2 separate regions of the Zea mays genome follow, and region 1 is linked to region 2. Evidence: chromatin contacts called from public Hi-C data. All regions are on one chromosome and are shown on one strand. Each heading gives the region's core, a stretch centred on a gene start, on an enhancer-like site or on the middle of the called end of the contact. The rest is flanking DNA. Distances are from core to core; before and after follow the strand shown. Region 1 holds the start of LOC100285991 (bile acid sodium symporter/ transporter). Region 2 holds the start of LOC100280352 (Transducin/WD40 repeat-like superfamily protein).

What was found. A called contact is a pair of places that touch in the nucleus more often than the background predicts.
Region 1: a contact with region 2 is called in a Hi-C map of leaf, with 4 times the contacts expected there. The contact joins the promoter of LOC100285991 here to the promoter of LOC100280352 in region 2. A contact is called at or near these places in 11 of 25 Hi-C or Micro-C datasets (ear, endosperm, leaf and 2 more) and 1 of 3 datasets of contacts at active chromatin or transcription factors (leaf).

The regions. Positions count from the first base shown.
Region 1 is chr3:142,502,768-142,509,027 of Zm-B73-REFERENCE-NAM-5.0, reverse strand. It overlaps LOC100285991 (bile acid sodium symporter/ transporter), which reads right to left and starts at 4,768. Exons shown (of 7, transcript NM_001372350.1): 1 at 4,283-4,768; 2 at 4,009-4,149; 3 at 2,887-3,042; 4 at 2,694-2,815; 5 at 2,473-2,607; 6 at 2,203-2,263; 7 at 1,287-1,489. The coding sequence starts at 4,681. The coding sequence ends at 1,313.
Region 2 is chr3:142,344,050-142,350,046 of Zm-B73-REFERENCE-NAM-5.0, reverse strand. It overlaps LOC100280352 (Transducin/WD40 repeat-like superfamily protein), which reads left to right and starts at 2,816. Exons shown (of 11, transcript NM_001153278.1): 1 at 2,816-3,195; 2 at 3,624-3,938; 3 at 4,032-4,140; 4 at 4,227-4,329; 5 at 5,110-5,197; 6 at 5,298-5,381. The coding sequence starts at 3,031.

The DNA of each region.
Region 1 (6,260 bases), core at 3,519-6,018, 160 kb before region 2:
ATACACAACAAGGACATAGTGCAACCATTACAGGAATAAAATAAAAATACGAAATGACAGTGAAAGCCGTTAATTTTTCAATGAGAACGTGCGTCCGCACTAATCACGTCTCATTGTCATCTTTGACTTCGTCCACAAAAAGAACTCCACTGGATGATGCCCGGTGTTCAGCCAGCAGCTGTGACTCAGCGTGGCTGGAACATTAATAGGAAGGAGCTGATCAACCGCAACTGGGAGACAGAGAGACTAGTTAAATCCCAGCACATGATTCACAGACCAAATAACCAGCCAGATTGAACATATACTACTTTGATCCCTCCCCGATCAGTGTGTGTGAGCAACTTTGTTAATCTCCACTTGAACAGGAGCGGGAGACGCCGTCAGCCTCGGCAAAAGTAGCGTAGACATGTTCATCTCAACGGACAGGTTTAGTTGCACTCACATGTTCATCTACTTTGACTCGTTACGGGCGCACATGACAGCTTCATTTGACCGTACCATGCTAAGCTGCTAGCCAGGATTCAGAACAACGGGACCTGATCTGGACGTGCTACAGTGCCGGTCATTCAAAGGCAAAGCTGAACGCTCCAGGTCGTCGCCGTTGAGCTGCAAGAAGAAAAGCTGGCCCAAACCAAAAAAATAAAATAAAATGGCAACCATGATCCCACAACTCGGTTGACTGTTGACCAGATCCAGACCTTTAAAAAGTAAGCAGCGTGGTTTAGATCCCAGGAAAACACCAGGCGATGATCATGATCCTGCAGCTGTGGCGAGATCTGCTTTTCCCTGCCTGCCTGCTCCTCGTGGTTCCGTGAATGAATCTCATCAAGCGGTTCGGCAAACCTCTCTCTGTGGGGCAGTCGCGAGCTCTGGTCATCATCATTAGTCGGTAGCACTACTGCCACAAGAGCGCATGGGTGCAAATGGCACTTGGCCTTGCGACCTTTGCCTGATGCCATTGCACGAGCACGCACATACAGGTGGAAGCAGTGGGCGCGGGGCTTTGTTTGCAGGCACAGCACAGCATTGTAATGTACCAGGTCACATGCAAAATGGGTTTTCCCTCTATTTGCAGTGCTGAAAAAAGGGACCCATATGTAGCCTGGGCATTCACCACCCACATAATTCAGACAGGTAACCTGGGTCCTCCAGTAATTAAGACAGCAAGATTTTTTCCATTCCAGGGTCATCATCAGCGACCCCGTTCCCCAACATGATCAAAAGTACTCGAAAGGTATATTCGGGTAGTAGTAGTGGTGGTGGTGGTAGATACGACACATTAGATTAAGCACATGGCGACAGTAAGAGTAGATCACGCACTGGTTTCGTTCTCTGACACGGAAGTGCTGGTATATTGCCATACGAGACCCAGTGTGCTACCCATCATGTTCATGACGACGGCCGAGACTGCAGGAGGCAGCGCGACCAAGGGCGAGGAGAAATGCGCGGTTGCTAAAACTACCCCTAGGGACGAGTTCTGCATTCCTACCTGCAAACCAGAAGAAGAAAAAGGGAAAAAAAACCTACTGGTCATTATTCATAACACTATGGTGCAAATTAATTATTTCTCTTCATTGCAGTTTCTGAAAGACAGTCAAGTAGAAAGCATTTACACACACACACACACACAAAAAACATGGTCACAGAGACAGAATGGTTAGTTGGTGTAAGATTTCTTATCCATGCTTGTGGTTTATGAGCTTCGCTCACCACACACGATACAATAATAGTCTGCAAGTACTGATCCCTATGGTCACAAATAAGTGATGTTATCGGACAACATTTGTCTGCCAAAAAAACGCAGCTTTTTTCCCGCTGTTTGCGCACATATTTACAGGGCTAGATAAGTTTATAAAAAAAATTGTGCACGTGCTTGTCAAGATAAGTTCAGATGAATCTAATACAAAAATTCAGAAGGATACCAATGGTTCAGCTTTAAAATGCCCAACTGCATGCATACCAAAATGTGACTAGCTTTTTACACGATTTGTTAACTCATAATCTGATGTTTATAATTAGCCAGCTAGTCGATCCTCCCAAGTATTTTACGCCCATTAATTTGAGTGTAAGTCCGCTGGAAGACTTGCTTGATTCGTCTATTTCAGTATCCTATACATGGTTTTCAACACTGAATATATAAATCATCCATTTTACTGGTCATGTTGATGGGGAAATGTGGTTAGATCTGGTGAGGATCCATACCTCGATCGATATTGCTCTCCTTTGCTTTTCTTTGAAACCACCTATAGCTGCTGCTGCATACCTGTTTGTTATGGAGTCATATAAACATTTAGACATCTGGATGGCAGTTGGCCACAACTTGTAGCTTCACCTAGGTGACTGGATTTTGAGGGTTTGCATCAAGTTCTGCTCTACTATACTGTGTTTTTTTTAATAAAAAAGATCAATTCTGATACAAAATCTGTGAATCATATTACATGTAAAGGGTATAGTAAACATTCTAGTGCTCACCCGACAAAGAAACCAGCAAAATGCAGCAAGAAGACAGAGAAGATGACAGTCCCTACATCCCCAAAGAACATTCCATTCACAGGGGATGCATCGGCAATTGTCGATCTTAGGCGCACAAAGTTCTCAGAGAAGACACTGTGACATTAAAAAATGGTTAAAAGGCTGCAGAGTTTCTGCTATTCCCAAGCCAATATGACATGGTAAATTTGAAGGATCTGAACCTGGATGCTAGAAGTGATGAAGCCAAGACTGCCATCAGAGGTGCAAAAGGACTCAGAAATTGAGCTACTGATGGGAATGCAGTTTGTATCAATGAACCTAATAGAATTGGGGCAACAACCACCTGAAGGGGGAAATAATGTTAGAGAAAACAGGAGTAATTTTTGTTATGCAATAACATCATCAGAAATTCACCTGCAAAGTACTGAGAGAGAGCTTAACGGCATCCACAGGAATATAAGCACCAGCAAGAATTTTCGTTAACAGAGGAGTAAGGAACACTGCAGCAAGAGTGCTGCAGACAGTCATCACGACGGATAATGGAACGTCGCCTTGAGCAACTAAAGTCACCTGAACCACTATACTAAACAATTAGGTAATAGAGAATGCATGATAAAAACAAAAAAGAAATAGCGTTGCTTAACCATGTGTGTCCAATAGACTACCAATACATCTGGGATTAAAAAAGGATCATGATACTGGAAAACAGAAATGTTTATAATTGTTAACTAATTGCAATAGTTTTTTGTTTTTTTTAAAATCAAAACCTGTGGAGCATTGTCATGTAAATTTATATGTCAAATGTGTACATTTCTGCGTGTAGTGCATTTCTTGTGTTTTCTCTAGGGAAGTGTGGTTCAGGATTTTCTCCCTGGTTAATCTGCGGCATTTTCTCCCCCGCAAGGGCTGATTTGGTTTTCCAAGATTGGTGGGCTAATTTGGAGGGCAAGGTCCCTCATGTGCTGCGCAAAGGGATTAACTCCCTTGTGATGTTGTTGGCATGGTGGCTTTGGAAGCAGCGGAATAAATGTGTGTTTGAGGGGGATGCTCCTAGTGGCAACCAAATTATACAGAACATCAAAGACGGCGCTCAGAGGTGGTGTCTGGCGGGTGCCAAAGATCTGTGCACCATCTGGCCTTAGTTTAGGGGCAGTTGTTGATGTCTTTTGGCTGTCTTCTATATGGATGTTTATGTGTATTTTTGTTTCTGGCCACCGTAAGGTCGTTTTTCTTTTGCTTTTTACTCTGTACTCTGGTCTATTTAGACCATTATTGACTTATTGTTTCTTCTATCTTCGTAATATATTTAACGCGCAGTTCTCCTGCGCGTTTTAGAAAAAAACGTTTTAGAAAAAAAACCAAGTAGTCTACTACTGTTGGCATCTCAATTTCAGTGTTCAACGAATACAAGAGTATGAACTCAGAATTGCATAGATATTCTTAATTTGTCCATAGAAATAAAAGAGAAGGGGGAAAATTTCCCCTCTCTAACAGAAATTGGGAGTGTAACAAACTGGGCTCAGCTGACAGTCTTACCACATTGGATGCAGTTCCTCCAGGACAGCATCCCAGCAGGATGAGGCCAGCTGAGAGCGACGGGGGAAGCCCCAGCGCGTGGCTAATGATAGCGCCAAACGCAGGCATTATGGTGTACTGGGCGGCACACCCGAACAAAATCTGCAGCAGGAAAACACCTTGTTGAATTGAATCAACCAACCACCGTTCGGATATCCATTCACGGTTGCACTTGCACGGGGGGAGAAGGAGATCGAGCGAGAAGGGATACAGGTCCGCCGATCCAGTCACGTACGGCGAGGGGCCTGTCGCGGAGGAGGGCGGCGAAGTCACTGAGCTGGAGCGTGAGGCCCATGGCGAGCATGATGAAGCCGAGCGTAGCGGTGTAGGACCCCGGCGCCAGCGCCACGAACCACCGGAACGCCTCGGGCCGCGTGAAGGCCACGGAGGCGCCGGCTGCGACGTAGGCCGGGTACAGCCCCGCCGCGGCGGACAGTGCCGCGTGCCACCGCGGCGCGGGCGCGGCGGGGCCGGTGGCCGCGAGGCATTGGACTTGGAGGAGGGCGGGAAGGCGTAGGCGCCGCCTGGAGAAGGGACGAGGGAACCTTGGCCTCGGTGCGAGCCGGGAAATGGAGTTCTCGGCGGGGATGGGTCGGAGGGGGAGGGGGAGGGGGAGGAGGAGGAGAGGAGCCATGGCAGGCGCTGGCGTGGCGGCTGGCGCACGGTGGTTGGTTTTTGTCCGTGGTGCGCGCACGAGTATTTCTCTACTAACTACTGAGTCTACAGTGTAGACTGCTCCCGCCGATTCCCTACCCTGCGGCTAACTATTGAGTCTACAGTGTAGACTGCTCCCGTCGATTCCCTACCCTGCGGATTACGCGCACGCCCGCCCCCCCCCCCCCCCCACCGCGATTCCCCTCCGTACGCGCGCGGATCACGCGCCCGCCGCGCAGGCCCCTACGAATCCCGCCGCGAAACCCTACGCGCGCGGATCACACGCCCGCCGCCATGCCCCTACAAATCCCGCCGACCGGCGCCACTACAGCACACCCATCGCCATGTCGCTCCCTACGCCCGCAACGGCCGCCTCCCTACGCGTGGGTGACCGGCAGCACCTCGTCTCTCTCGTGTGCCAATGGCGCCGCCTCCATCCTACCCGGTCTCCGCCTCCGTCACCGCGTTCGTCAAGGTGGAGGACGCCCCAACCCCTTTGGTGGCCTCCCCGACGGCGCTGCCTCTGTCCTACCCGACCTCGAGTTCATTGAGATCCAGAAGGAGCAGGCGCAAACTTCTCCGTGCACGGGAGGTCAAGCGGAGTATGCGCGAACTTCTTTGTGTTGTCGCAGCGCGACCTCGGCCAGCGCAGGGCGCAGCCCCGGCGGCACGGGCGCGGCCTCCCGGTCACGGCACGGGCGCGTGGCCGGCGACCCGACCCCGGCGCGGCGGCCCCCGTCCCCGACGAGAGCGAGGCGCGGCCTCCGACGCGCGGGCACGGCCCTTGGCGGCGTGGACGCTGCCCCAGAGGCACGCGGGCGCGGCGGCCCCGTCGAGGGCGCAGCCGTGGCATACGGGCGCGCGGTGACACGGCCCCAGCCTCGGTACGACGGGCGCGACCCCATCTAGGCGCGGCCTCGAGCTTCGTGGCCATCTCCTTGGGCAAGGCGCGAGCACGGTCTGCATCCGCGCAGGACCGTGCGTGGACAGAGCGGCGTCCACACCAGTGCGTGCGCACTCGCCGCGTCCTACGGCGGATCCGGCTGGTGCCTAGACGCCTGGAGTCTAACGGTTGGTGCTCGTGTCGCACGGCAACGCGATGATGGAGCAAATCGGAGAGCCTCGGTTCGCCCTCCAATGTGAGTTCATCTCTTTCCTGCTACTCCATTGCCTCTTCTATAATTACGATGTTAGTGTTCTTTCCTGCGTGTGGCTGGATTGTCACGGTTGTACAGCTTCCCGAGCCGCCATGCTAACTTCATGGAGGAATTTGGTAAAATGGGTCGCTCGTACTTGTCGCTCTACAAAATACACCGCTTCAAGCTAACCTCGTAAAAAAGGGTCGCTCGAGTCTGCGCGCTCGCCAAAAGAGGTCACGAGTAATTTTGGAGCACCTGACAGATGGGTCCACAAATCTTTGTGCCGATTCTGCCCTTACGGCCTCAACGCACGCCGTCTGTTTCCCATTTCTCATCCTTCTCTGTCTTCCTCTCACACGCAGCGCCATTTCCATCTTATCCAGTTTCTGAGGTTCTCGGGGCACTTCATGGCCCCCAACT
Region 2 (5,997 bases), core at 1,567-4,066:
ATGAGAACTCAAAGAGAGAGTTCTGGGAAGGCCTGGAGGACATGGTTAGTAGTGTGCCAGTTGGCGAGAAGCTCTTCATAGGAGGAGATCTCAATGGTCATGTGGGTACATCTAGCACCAGTTTCGAGGGTGTACATGGAGGCTTCGGCTTTGGGACTAGGAATCAAGAAGGAGAGGAAATCCTGAACTTTGCCCTAGCCTATGACATGTTTATAGCAAACACTTTCTTTAAGAAGAGGCAATCCCACCTGGTGACCTTCAGTAGTGGCCAACACACTAGCCAGATTGATTTCGTCCTCTTGAGAAAAGAGGACAGGCATGCCTGCTTAGATTGCAAGGTTATACCTGGAGAGTGTGTGGTAACCCAACATAGGCTTGTCGTTGCTGACTTCCGTTTTAAGATTCGTTTACAACGAAATAAGCATAACAAGGTCACTAGAACAAAGTGGTGGAAGCTTAAAGGGGATGTGGCCCAAACTTTCAAGAAGAGAGTTATCGAGGAGGGCCCTTGGGCAGGAGAGGAAGACGCAAATATCATGTGGAGGAAGATGGCGACATGCATCCGAAAGATAGCTTCAGAAGAGTTTGGGTTGAGTCAAGGGAACAGAAGGGAAGTTAAAGACACTTGGTGGTGGAACGAAGATGTCCAAAAGGCTATCAAGGAGAAGAAAGATTGCTACAAACGCTTACATCATGACAAGTGTGCAGAAAACATAGAGAAGTACAGGATAGCGAAGAAGTCTGCAAAGCGAGCGGTTAGTAGAGCCCGGGGTCAAGCCTATGACGACCTTTATCAACGGCTGGACACAAAGCAGGGAGAAAAGGATATCTATAGGATGGCCAAGATTCGTGAAAGGAAGACAAGGGATGTCAACCAAGTCAAATGCATCAAGGACGAAGCAAACCAACTATTAGTGAAGAGTGAAGAGATCAAGAACAGATGGAAGGAGTACTTCAACAAATTGTTCAATGGAGGGAATGAGAGTGCTACAATAGAATTGGACGAACCATTCGATGACAACAACAGGGGTTTTGTACGAAGGATACAAGAATATGAAGTTAAGGAGGCGCTAAAAAGGATGAAGGTAGGAAAGGCGATGGGCCCTGATGGTATCCCTATCGAGGTATGGAGATGTCTTGGAGACATAGCGATAGTATGGCTGACTAAGCTTTTCAACACCATCTTTCGGGCAAACAGAATGCCCGACGAGTGGCGGCGGAGTACATTAGTACCAATCTTCAAGAACAAAGGAGATGTTCAAAGTTGTACTAATTACCGTGGAATTAAGCTCATGAGCCATACAATGAAGCTATGGGAGAGAGTCATTGAACACCGCCTGCGAAAGATGACGAGCGTGACCCAAAATCAGTTTGGTTTCATGCCCGGGAGATCAACTATGGAGGCCATTTTCTTACTAAGACAACTTATGGAGAGATTCAGAGAACAAAAGAAAGACCTGCATATGGTCTTCATAGACTTGGAGAAGGCTTATGACAAAGTACCTAGGAGTGTAATGTGGTGGGCCTTGGAAAAACACAAAGTAGCAACAAAGTACATTAATCTTATTAAAGATATGTACACTAATGTTGTGACAAGTGTCCGAACAAGTGATGGAGACACCGATGACTTTCCAATTAACATAGGACTACATCAAGGGTCGGCTTTGAGCCCTTATCTTTTCGCTTTGGTGATAGATGAGGTCACAAGGGACATACAAGGAGTTTTACCGTGGTGTATGCTTTTTGCCGATGATGTGGTACTTATTGAGGAGAGTAGGAGTGGTGTTTCTCAAAAGTTGGAATTGTGGAGGCAGACGCTGGAAGCAAAAGGTTTTAGGCTTAGTAGGTCTAAAACAGAGTATATGAAGTGTGATTTCAGTGCCATGGGGTATGAGGATGGCGATGTTAGTCTTGATGGGCAAGTGGTACCCAAGAAAGACACTTTTCGTTACTTAGGATCAATGCTTCAAAAGGAGGGAGACATCGATGAGGATGTCAGTCATAGAATTAAAGCCGGATGGTTGAAGTGGCGACAAGCTGCGGGTGTCTTATGCGACCACCGGGTGCCACGCAAACTAAAAGGCAAATTCTACAGGACAGCAATCCGGCCGGCTATGTTGTATGGAGCAGAATGTTGGCCCACTAAAAGACGACATGTCCAACAACTAAGTGTGGCAGAGATGCGTATGTTGCGCTGGATATGTGGCCACACAAGGAGAGATCGAGTCCGGAATGATGATATACGAGAGAGAGTAGGAGTGGCGCCAATTGAGGAGAAGCTTATGCAACATCGCTTGAGATGGTTTGGACATATCCAACGAAGACCTGAAGAGGCACCAGTGCATATCGGAATAATTAGGCGTCCCGAAAATGTGAAGAGAGGTAGAGGTCGACCAACTTTGACGTGGACAGAGGCTGTGAAGAGAGACCTGAAGGAGTGGAATATTGACAAAGAGCTCGCCGCAGATAGGAAGGGGTGGAAGTGTGCAATTCACGTGCCAGAACCCTGATTGATAGTTTCGCTTTTCCTCCTTAATCGTTTGACCTTTTCTTGTGTCCATTTTAGATCTTGCTGGTCCTTGTGGGTTTTATCTCTTTTATGTGTTTCCCCGTTTCGTTGTTTTCGGTTCTCCTTTGCCTTTGTTTCCCTTTTCTGTTCTTTGGGGGTTGAGCTCTGAGGTTTTCATACGGGGTTTCATCTCTAGCCTACCCCAACGTGCTTGGGACAAAAAAGGCTTTGTTGTTGTTGTTGTTGTTGTTGTTGTATAAATAGAATGTATATTCCGTCTCCAAAGTCCAAAGCAGTTGTTCCTCGCCGTCTCGGGGTCTCGGCCTCTCCTCGGTCTCTCCTCCCAGATCGGGCCATCCAGGTGCTACCGCTCTTCGCCCCCTCCACTTCACCGCCGCCGCGTAGATCCGTCTCCGCCTCCTGGAAGCGCTACCAGTGGACCAACGCCGAGCCGGCGGAGTTAGCGGCGTTAGGGTTGCGGTTGGGAATTGATTGCGGGGGACGCAGCGGTGGCGCCTGGCATGGCGGGGGCGCCCGGGGTCGGGCCGGGTGCGGGGGGTGGGGGCGGCGCCGCTGCGGGGCTCAAGACTTACTTCAAGACGCCCGAGGGGAGGTACAAGCTGCAGTACGAGAAGGCGCACTCCGCGGTGCTGCACTACAGCCACGGCGGCAAGACCGTCTCGCAGGTACGGATGGGAACTGGGAAGTGCGCTTCTGCCAGGGGGATCTACGCGGATTGCTGCGGTGGATGGATGCTTTTGGTAGGCTTTTCATCACTGCCGATAGGATTTTGATTGGGGTTGAGGATCCGTCTATTTAAGGTAAATTTACGGTAGCGATCGTAGTCATGGGCTTGGTACTACAGAATAGAATCATCTTGGGCATCCTGGGCTATTTAATTTAGCTGCTCGTTCGTTGGTCGGTGAAGTTGTGGTTCAGTTTGGTTTCAATATAAATGAATGGAAGCTTTATGTCACTGAAGAGTAAATGTTAGTGCCTTATGTTGGTTCATTTCTGTATTCTGCCATACGTTTTGGATTTCTACAGTTTGATAATAAGCTTATGTTCTGATTGGGAAATAATTTACCATGGCCATTGCTTTGCATCATCGCAGTTGACAGTGGCATACCTCAAGGAGAAGCCTGCTAGCCAGGGCTCTCAGCCATCAACACCAAGCGCCAGCAGTGGGATGCGGTCTGCAGCAGCAAGGCTGCTGGGCACTGGGAATGGGAGCAAGGCACTTAGCTTTGGTGGCGGTAATGGTGCAAGCCGAGCTGTTGCTGGAAGCAGCCGTGTAGGAGGCGGCCTTGGTACACCTACAGGCCTTGGTGGATCACAGGGGGGCACAAATTATGATGGCAAGGGTACATATATTGTATTCAATGCTGCTGATACACTATTCATCAGTGATCTCAATTCCCAGGAGAAGGTATTCACTATTCAGTCATTTTACTGGAATGGATGCAAGCCACACAGTTTTTGATGTCTTGCTTTTTTCTGATCATCTGTTTACTTGCACTAGGATCCACTAAAGTCCATCCATTTCAGCAACTCAAACCCACTGTGCCATGCATTCGACCCAGAGGCCAAAGAGGGACACGACCTGATCATTGGGATGGGATCAGGGGATGGTTAGTGGATGATTAGTTGAGTACTTCAAACTGGACTGTGCATAAGTATGGGATCTTCATTTTCATTTCTGTTGTGGGCTGTGCAGTCTATTCAATGTCGCTGAGGCAACAGTTACAAGATCCTGGAAGAAAACCCGTGGCAGCTCTACATTACAATAAGGGTGATAAAGATGTCTCACCCAATGGAAGGTATGCTTGAAAGTTCCATTATTAATTTGAATGACACATCTGATACATATGGTCTTTTCAATTTATCGACGTTGTTCATAAATATTTAGATTACATGTTTGTTTATATTACTGCTCTGTGATTTTGATATCATATTTAGACATGATCAAGGTAGCATAGGTACATGTCTGGTAATATGATACATGAACCCATTATTCGTATGTGGTTTTAAGTTCAGAACTTCAGAATACAGATATGAGGCAAAGTTTAGTAGCTAGAGAAGTTATCTGCATCCACCATGATTCTAAGCCTTTTTTAGCTTTCTACTCTAGAGTTCTGACGTAAATGTGTACTTCAGTAATGCTATGAATCTAATCCTAGTGGAACCAGTTCTTCTCGCCCTTCACAGCGTTGTGGCAAAGCAATGTGTTCTATGTCTATATATATTCCTCGACTGCTTTCAAGGAGCACCTTCAAAGCCCAAAGTCCCAAACTTGCTTTTGTTGCCCGAAGCAACTTATTTTGAAGTTTGGATAATTAATTCTTTGCATGCTCATCCTCTGGTGACAAAAGCAGCTGCTTGCATGCCTTTGAATCCTTAAACTTGTTTCTTGTGAAATTAAAGAGATAGTAATCTTAACTGGCTTCTCTGAACTTCTTTCAATGCACCCAAGTTATCTAAAACTTGATACGGGTGCAATAAGCATAATGTTGCTTTCTTTTAGTCCATCTGGATGCCTATCTTATTCTATTTATTTAACGTAGTTTTCTAACCAAGATTTGGAAATAAATCTTTTGCAGTCGTTGCACTTCTGTCGCATGGGTGCCAGAGCGTGAAGGCATTTTCGTTGTTAGCCATTCTGATGGAAATTTGTACGTGTATGATAAAGTGAGCAGCTGCTAATTATAGAGCTTGATAATAATTTGGCAGACTTTATTTTGGACTTTTGGTTGATTTTGAATTGATGCTCTATCTTTGTTGTTTTCAGAACAAGGATGGGAACACAGACTGTACGTTTCCAGCTGTCAAGGATCAGTCTCAGTTTATGGTTGCACATGCAAAGTCGAGTAAGGTATTTTAGGTTCTTCTGTGATTGCTTTCCTAAAGTGCATTACTTTGGTGAAGCAAGATGCTTTAGCCATTAGCATCAGTTAACATTATAACATGTGCTCTTTTTGGTTGTTGGTACTCCCTTTGTCCTAAATTAAAATTCGTTTTAGTTAATTACTGGGTTCATAGAACACTTGATGTATGTGTTTTATATGTGTGTCTAGGTTCATCTTCATCTATTTGAATACAGACATAAAAACCAAGAGCTAAAACAACTACTATTTTGGAATGAGGGGGTATTAGAGAATGTCTTAACCTTTCAGCTCTACACAGCATTTTATTAGATACTAAACAGTGCTAACTACCATATTAATTTTCCTGTCAAAGTTGCACATAATGACACAAATCTCAAGTATTTATGAGAGCACTCCATTAAAATGATTCCAGCTGTAGAGTACCTATGCTTAAGTGACTGAACTATTTGTTGCATGGAAAACAGTCATCCATGTGCCTGAACTTTGACTTGTGGTTCCGATTGGGTTTCAACTCTAGCCTATCCCAACTTGTTTGGGACTAAAAGGCTTTGTTGTTGTTGTTGTCCTTTAGAACTTAGAAGCGTCATTTTTTTGCGTAATTGA